2 separate regions of the Sus scrofa genome follow, and region 1 is linked to region 2. The links are chromatin contacts, called in public Hi-C maps. All regions are on one chromosome and are shown on one strand. The core of a region is the stretch at or near the end of the contact, and the rest is flanking DNA. Distances in the headings are between cores, read along the strand shown.

Region 1 (3,359 bases), core at 124-2,623, 64 kb after region 2:
AAAAGATAACATGTTTTCCACATGTATCTACGGAATTAAGTTGGTGAAGTGACACATGGGACTTTCAAAACATCTATAATTTTACATCACAAAATCACATTTGCCTCTAGGCAGACTTGTTTCTTTTTTGGCTCTTATTCAACATATTTTCCTAAAGATTTCCTGTCTAAGGAGTTCCTGTTGTGGCACAGCAGAAATGAATCAGACTAGGAACCATGAGGTTTCAGGTTCAATCCTTGGCCTCACTCAGTGGGTTAAGGATCTGGCATTACAGTAAGCTGTGGGGTAGGCTGCAGATATGACTCGGATCCCAAGTTGCTGTGGCTGTGGTGTAGATTGGGAGCCGTAGCTCCAATTGGACCCCTAGCCTGGGAACCTCCATATGCCGTGGGTGCGGCCCTAAAAAGACAAAAAATAAATTATTAAAAAAATATATATTTCCTAAGATTTCTCACTAGGTCATACCTTTCTGTGTGTGAGACTCTGTACTCTATTTTTTTTTAGTAACACTTGTTTTCAACCTGGACATTGAAAGTCCTGAAGTTTTTTTAGAAATATAAGAATTCACGGGGCAAAAAAAAAAACTTAGGGAACTCCTCTTTTTCCCTAAAAACTTTACTTAAGACACACATAAAAGAATAATCTTGTAAAACCTTTTTAAAATCGAAAATTAAGTTCCCTGTGATCACCTCTTGGCTCTGCAGCAGGGTATTAGGGACAGTCCCCAAATACTGCTTTCCACTCAGCTACACTTGCCTTTACCGCATTTTCTCCCTCCGCCCTTTGGCTTGGGAACACCATCCCGCCCACTTCCGGCAGAGACAACCACGACGCAGGCGCAACTCCCCAACCTTCAGGTCGAGTGCTGAAGTATGCGCATGTGCACGAGGGGGCAGGGCTGGTTAATTGCGCGGGAGAATGTAGGTCCAAGGAACTCACGCGACTGTCTCCGCCCATCTAAATAGGCGGGCGGAGCCAAACGTCTCCTAAAGGTTCAGGCTACGCACGCGCACTGAGTGCAGGAGCGTGGCCTAGACCAAAGGTAAGCCTCTACGCATGCTCATTTAAATAAGGCAAGCAGCTTCTTACGTCAGCTCCTTAGCCCGCCTCCTTTCTCTCGGGTTTACCCCCCTTTGACATTTAAAGGGCTGGGGAGCCCCTTTTCGCCAACTTGCTTTTTTTTTTTTTTTTTAATTAAGTATTTATTGAGAGCCTACAGTGTGCCAGGCCCAGCTTACATTGTACTTTATGTGCATTTTTCAGTTTTCCCTTGGTAATAATTACGTTAATTTTTTTTTTTTTTAGTGCCACACCCATGGCATATGGAGGTTCCCAAGCTGGGAGTGGATAGGAGCTGTAGCTGCAGCCCTACGCCACAGCCACAGCAACTCGGGATCCAAGCCAATCTGCGACCTCCACCACAGTTCATGGCAATGCAGGATCCCTAATCCACTGAGCGAGACTAGGGATCAAAACCACAACCTGGAGTTCCCGTCGTGGCGCAGTGGTTAACGAATCCGACTAGGAACCATGAGGTTGCGGGTTCGGTCCCTGCCCTTGCTCAGTGGGTTAATGATCCGGCGTTGCCGTGAGCTGTGGTGTGAGTTGCAGACGCGGCTCGGATCCCGCGTTGCTGTGGCTCTGGCGTAGGCCGGTGGCTACAGCTCCGATTCAACCCCTAGCCTGGGAACCTCCATATGCCGCGGGAGCGGCCCAAGAAATAGCAACAACAACAACAACAACAAAAGACAAAAAAGACAAAAGACAAAAAAAAAAAAAAAAACCACAACCTCATGATTAGTAGTCGGATTCGTTTCTGCTGCGCCACAACGGTAACTCCAATATGTATATTTTTGAGTAAAGTTCTTCTCTTGGCCCCACTTGTATCATTTACTACTTTTGATGCTCTTCTCCAAAATAGGAGGAGATGCAGTGTTCTGAGCAGGTCTTCCTGGATCAAGAGGTCTGAGACTGAATCCATTTCTTTGCTCTTTTGCTCTGTGTCTTGCATAACTTTTGTGAATGTAAGCATTTGCATTTTGTTTGTTTGTTTTAGGCCTCGTCTGTGGCATTTGGAGATTCCCAGGCCAGCTGCAGCCGCTGGCCTACACCCCAGCCGCAAAACACAAGGTCCGAGGATCTTGCAACATTAGATCCGAGCAGTGTCTGCGATCTACACCACAGCTCATGGCAATGCCAGATCCTTAACCCAGTGGTCAAGGCCAGGGATTAAACCTGCAACCTCATAGATACTAGTCATGTTCATTATTGCTGAGCCATGATGGGAACTCCATTTTTAGAGATTTTTTAAAATGAAGATAGGCTAACTACCCACCTCATAGGATTGGTTTGAAAAAAAGTATGGAGGAGTTCCTGTCGTGGCTCATCGATCAATGAATCTGAGTAGTATCCATGAGGTTTCGGGTTCAATCCCTGGCCTTGCTCATTGAGTTAAGGATCTGGCATTTTCATGAGCTGTGGTGTAGGTGACAGAAGAGTCTTAGATCTTGCATTGCTGTGGCTGTGGCATAGGCTGGCAGCTGTATCTCCAATTTGACCCCTAGCCTGGGAATCTCCATATGCCCCGTGTTCGGCCCTAAAAAGACAAAAAAAAAAAAAAAAAAAAAAAAAAAAAAGGTATGGAAAGTACCAAGTACTGTGGCTCTTGCCAGCTATCTAGTAAATAAATAGCAATCATTAAGTGGAATTTGTCAGAAAATAGTTTTATAGTTTCTGTAACGTAATCCCAGGTGGTCCTTCAGGAGGATTTACCTAATTGCCATGATGGCTAGCAGTTGTCATGGTGCCTCTTTCTCCACAGTGTTGCCATTTTTCTAGTCTAGACAGTATGTAATGGTATGGCAGTGTTCTTTTATTTCTCTAATTGCTAGTGAGGTTGTGCATTTTTCATGGGATGATTTATTAGCTGTCTTTTTGTAGCTGACAACTATTTTCAAACACCGTAATTTCCACTGGCTTATCCCTGCAGACATTATGTTAGCTTCTGAGAGAGCATTTTGCTGATCAGTTAAAAAGGGGGGGGGGCGGATTGGGGAACTGTGGGCAGGAAATGGAAACTTTCCAAGGAAAGGATAGAGAACTCATCCCCAAGCAGTGCTGTCAGGTAGAACTTTCTATGGTAAAGGAAATGTTCTGAATCTGCCTGTGCTGTCCCCTAGGATAGCAAGTTACCATATGTGCCTACTGAATACTTGGAAGGTGGCAATTACAACTGAGGAATTGAATTTTTTTGGGGGGGGGGCACACCCGCAGCACATGGAGGTTCCTAGGCTAGGGGTTGAATTGATTCAGAGCTACAGCTGCTGGCCTGCGCCACAGCCACAGCAATGCAGGATCCA
Region 2 (3,494 bases), core at 431-2,930:
GGCCAGTTTGTCCTCACTGCCCAGAGGGTCCGGGGTAGGGTGCCCGTGCCTGGGTACAACCCCCCCCCCCACACACACACACTACAACCCCCACCACACACACGTCTGAACCAGCTTTCTCAGGCACCCCCAACACACACACACACACACACACACACACACACACACAGTACAACCCCCACCACACACACACATCTGAACCAGCTTTCTAAGGCACCCCCAACACACACACACACACATACACACACACACACACACACACACACACGGTACAACCCCCACCACACACACGTCTGAACCAGTTTTCTCCCTTATCCATAATACAAAGACAGCTCAGGTTATCTGAGAATCCAACTAGGCCCCAACTAGGCTAGAAACTTCCAGAGCTTCCCTAGACATGCAGTATGCACTCAATGGATGCTTGCTGGAATGGGGGCACCATGCTGGGAGCTGTGTGCAATGCTGAGTTGGGGCCTAGTTGAATTCTCAGATAACCTGAGCTGTCTTTGTATAATGATGCATTAAAGAGACAGTTCTATACAGTGGGGTACTTTGTAGTCATTAAAAATGAGAAGGCAGAATTCTGTGCGTTGACATGGAAAAATGCCCACGATACTTGTTAAAAGAATATAAACTAGGTTATAAACAAAGCTATGTAGAGGGACCCGGTGTTTAAAGATCATACGCAATGTAGTATATGTGTATATAAGTATTTATGAATAAAAATGTTTGAAAGGACATAGATTTAATAACACTCTAAGGGTGGGATTACCCATAATTTTCCATCTTGGCTTATAAGTCTGTCTGTGAGCAGGGTTTTATTTAAAAACTAAATGGCATTTTTTTGAATATTTAAAGGGACCAAACAGGTACTCCGTGAAAAGCAAATCCCTCTCTCTCTCCTTGTCTGCAACCATCCAATCTCTGCTTCCCAGAGGTAACCCCTTATTGTAAATAAATCTGGAGCAATTAATTCTTAAAGGAGAAAAATAACATAAATTTCCATTTTAAGGAAAACAAAATTAGTGCCCCCACTACCTTCGGTCCCTAAAGGGTGCAACTAGGGAAGAAAAAGACAGTGACCAGAGCTCCAGGGAGTGGCAGTGGATCAGACCATTCCTCTCCTGGGGCTGGGGGCTGGGCAGGAGGATGGAGTTGATGGGGTGGGGGTGGGAAGATGGCTCTTTCTGGACTTCTGGGACCCCCCTGGGCCAACCAGGGACCTCCCCCAGTCTCATGCCCCACACAGGATACACCCTTCACCCAACAGCCTCCAGTGAAAGCCATGAGTGCCCCTCCCCCCAGTCTGAGCAAGAGACACTCACTCTGAAAGATGGAGAACGCTAAAAACTGATTTCGAAACTTCTGATAAATTAGTCCGTTAGGCCTGCAGAAAAGTGGGGGAAGAGTGAAGCCGAGCCCTGCTGTGAAAGCATTCCTTCATCCCACCCTGTCTCTGTTTCAACCAAGAGAGAAAAAAAGATGTTCCATCCAATTTCGACCTTCCTTATCACGTCTCTGGGGCTGGACCAGGTGATTTCCATCATTGCTTTAATCAATTTTAGAACCAGGAGAGCTCATGCAGGCATTTTAAAGCCTAAATTCCCACTGATTTCCCTCCCACCTCGGCAGTCACAGACCTGTGTCTATTCTGTCCAGACTTGTTCCCTGTCACCTCTGCCCTGCTAGCAGGCAGACAGGACATTCCTCAGAAAACTCCCAGCTGGCCTGGGGTCTCCCTGCAGATCCACTGTAAGCTCACACTTTCCTTCTTGGTCCAAAAGTCAGCTCCCAAGGCCCTGGCATCTGGGCCCCCTTGCCTACCACCAGTCCCCATTCACAGGCTCCCTAGAAGGGTGAACAGAGGCCCTGGGGCACAGCAGGAGACACTTACCAGGTCAGCATCACTCCAGACAGGAATGTGGACACGTAGTGATGAGACACCCACCAGCCTTTGATTCTTGAGAGAAGAGAAGGAAATGAGGTGGGGAGAGAAACGCAGGCATCCCCCTGCTTGCCAGCCTGTGTGTATGGAAGGGTGCTCTGTGGCCCAGAGACAGCTTCTTGGAGCAAGAAAGACACCCAAGCCATGACTCTTCCCCTCTGTCCTATTAGATGCACAATCACACAGAGACCCAGAGAGGCACTCGGGCCTCCAGCAGCTTCTCACTACCCTCAAAACACATCCCTAACCTCACAGTGAGTCCAGGTCCCGCCTCCCTGTCCCCCAACCTTGCCCCCTGCCTAAGATGCTCCTGGCATCCTCTTTCTTGAATCCACCAAGCCCACTGCCACCTCAGGGCCTGTTATGGGCTGAAATGTGTCCCTCCAAATTCCAATGTTGAAGTCCTAACACTAGTACTTCAAAATGTGACTGTAATTAGAGACAGAGCCTTTGAAGAGGTAGTTAAGGTTAAATGAGCCCCTAAAGGTGGGGCCCTAATCTGACAGGGAGGGGATTCTGAAAAGAGACACCAGGGGTACGCAGGCTCATAGGGAAAAGGCCCTGTGAAGTGGGCATGTGCAGTGGCCATCTGCAAGCCAAGGAATGACCTCAGGAGAAACCAACCCCTGCTGGCACCTTGATCTTGCACTTCAAGCCTCCAGAATTGTGAGAAAAATTTATGTTGTTCAAGTCCCCTTGTCTGTGGTGTTTTGTCATGGTAACCTGAGCAGATTAACAGGGCCTTCGAACTTGCTGTTCTCTCTGCTTTAAGACCTAGGCCTGCCTGGCTCCTGGACCAGTTTTGGACCAACTGCTACTTCCTCCAAGAGGCCTTCCCTGACCACCTTGTCTAAAACAACCAGACAACCCCACTCTGGCTCACATTACCCTACTTCTTCACCATGCTCATCACTACCTGAAATTATTTTCTCATTTGTTTTGTAAACTCTCTTCCCCACTCAAAAGAGCAGGGATTGTCTGTTCACTGATGTATCTGTTCATTGATACATCAGGGTAGGTGTTCAACAAGCATGTTGAAACAACACAGAACATGCACACATGTACGCATGTGTGACATGTATGTCACCCCACCCAGAGGCAGAGACACAACAGACTGTAGACGCAGCGTCTCTCTGGGAACCCCATGCCCTGGGCTGCTCCTCTACAACAGGCCCTCACCCTGTACTCACTGGTCCCATCCAAAGCTGTGGGGACCTTGTTGTCAGAACCCAGGATCCCCCAGCTCAAGGCCCTTCCTCCACAGCAGAGCAGGGAGCTTGGCAGTCATCCCCTCCCCAGTGTCCCTTTATTCTTCAAAGTTGCTGAGACTGTCTCCGGCCTCTGCTGGCCTCCCCCACCCCTCTCCAGGAACTAAGTTATCAGGATGTGACGATCTGCTCTGCCAAATACCCCCTGGGAGCAGCCAGACTCCCTCCTCCCAGGGACAGAGAGGTAGAGACTGCAGGATGCCCAAGGCATCCACGTGGGAGAAACAGTCAATCTTCGTCTTTCCAGAACTCTCTCTTGGGAGAAAACTAGAGTGGGGGCC

The links. Hi-C and Micro-C count contacts between places; a contact is called where the count stands out from the background.
Region 1: a contact with region 2 is called in a Hi-C map of mesenteric adipose tissue, with 1.7 times the contacts expected there. The contact joins two enhancer-like sites. A contact is called at or near these places in 1 of 5 promoter capture datasets (fetal skeletal muscle), 30 of 47 Hi-C or Micro-C datasets (adipose tissue, alveolar macrophages, blood and 15 more) and 2 of 2 datasets of contacts at active chromatin or transcription factors (alveolar macrophages and skeletal muscle).

What each region holds. Positions count from the first base shown.
Region 1 is chr14:30,976,653-30,980,011 of Sscrofa11.1, forward strand. No RefSeq gene overlaps it. Among named protein-coding and RNA genes, the nearest start is that of MORN3, 14 kb to the right of the region's middle. Within about 2 kb of position 1,374, at least 56 of the 83 cell types and tissues checked have an H3K27ac peak or open chromatin away from gene starts, as enhancers often do. A contact at or near this core is called in mesenteric adipose tissue, where this site is marked.
Region 2 is chr14:30,912,556-30,916,049 of Sscrofa11.1, forward strand. TMEM120B (transmembrane protein 120B) reads right to left here. Exons shown (of 13, transcript XM_021073234.1): 6 at 1,895-1,960; 7 at 1,326-1,387. Among named protein-coding and RNA genes, the nearest start is that of RHOF, 18 kb to the left of the region's middle. Within about 2 kb of position 1,681, at least 5 of the 83 cell types and tissues checked have an H3K27ac peak or open chromatin away from gene starts, as enhancers often do. A contact at or near this core is called in mesenteric adipose tissue, where this site is marked.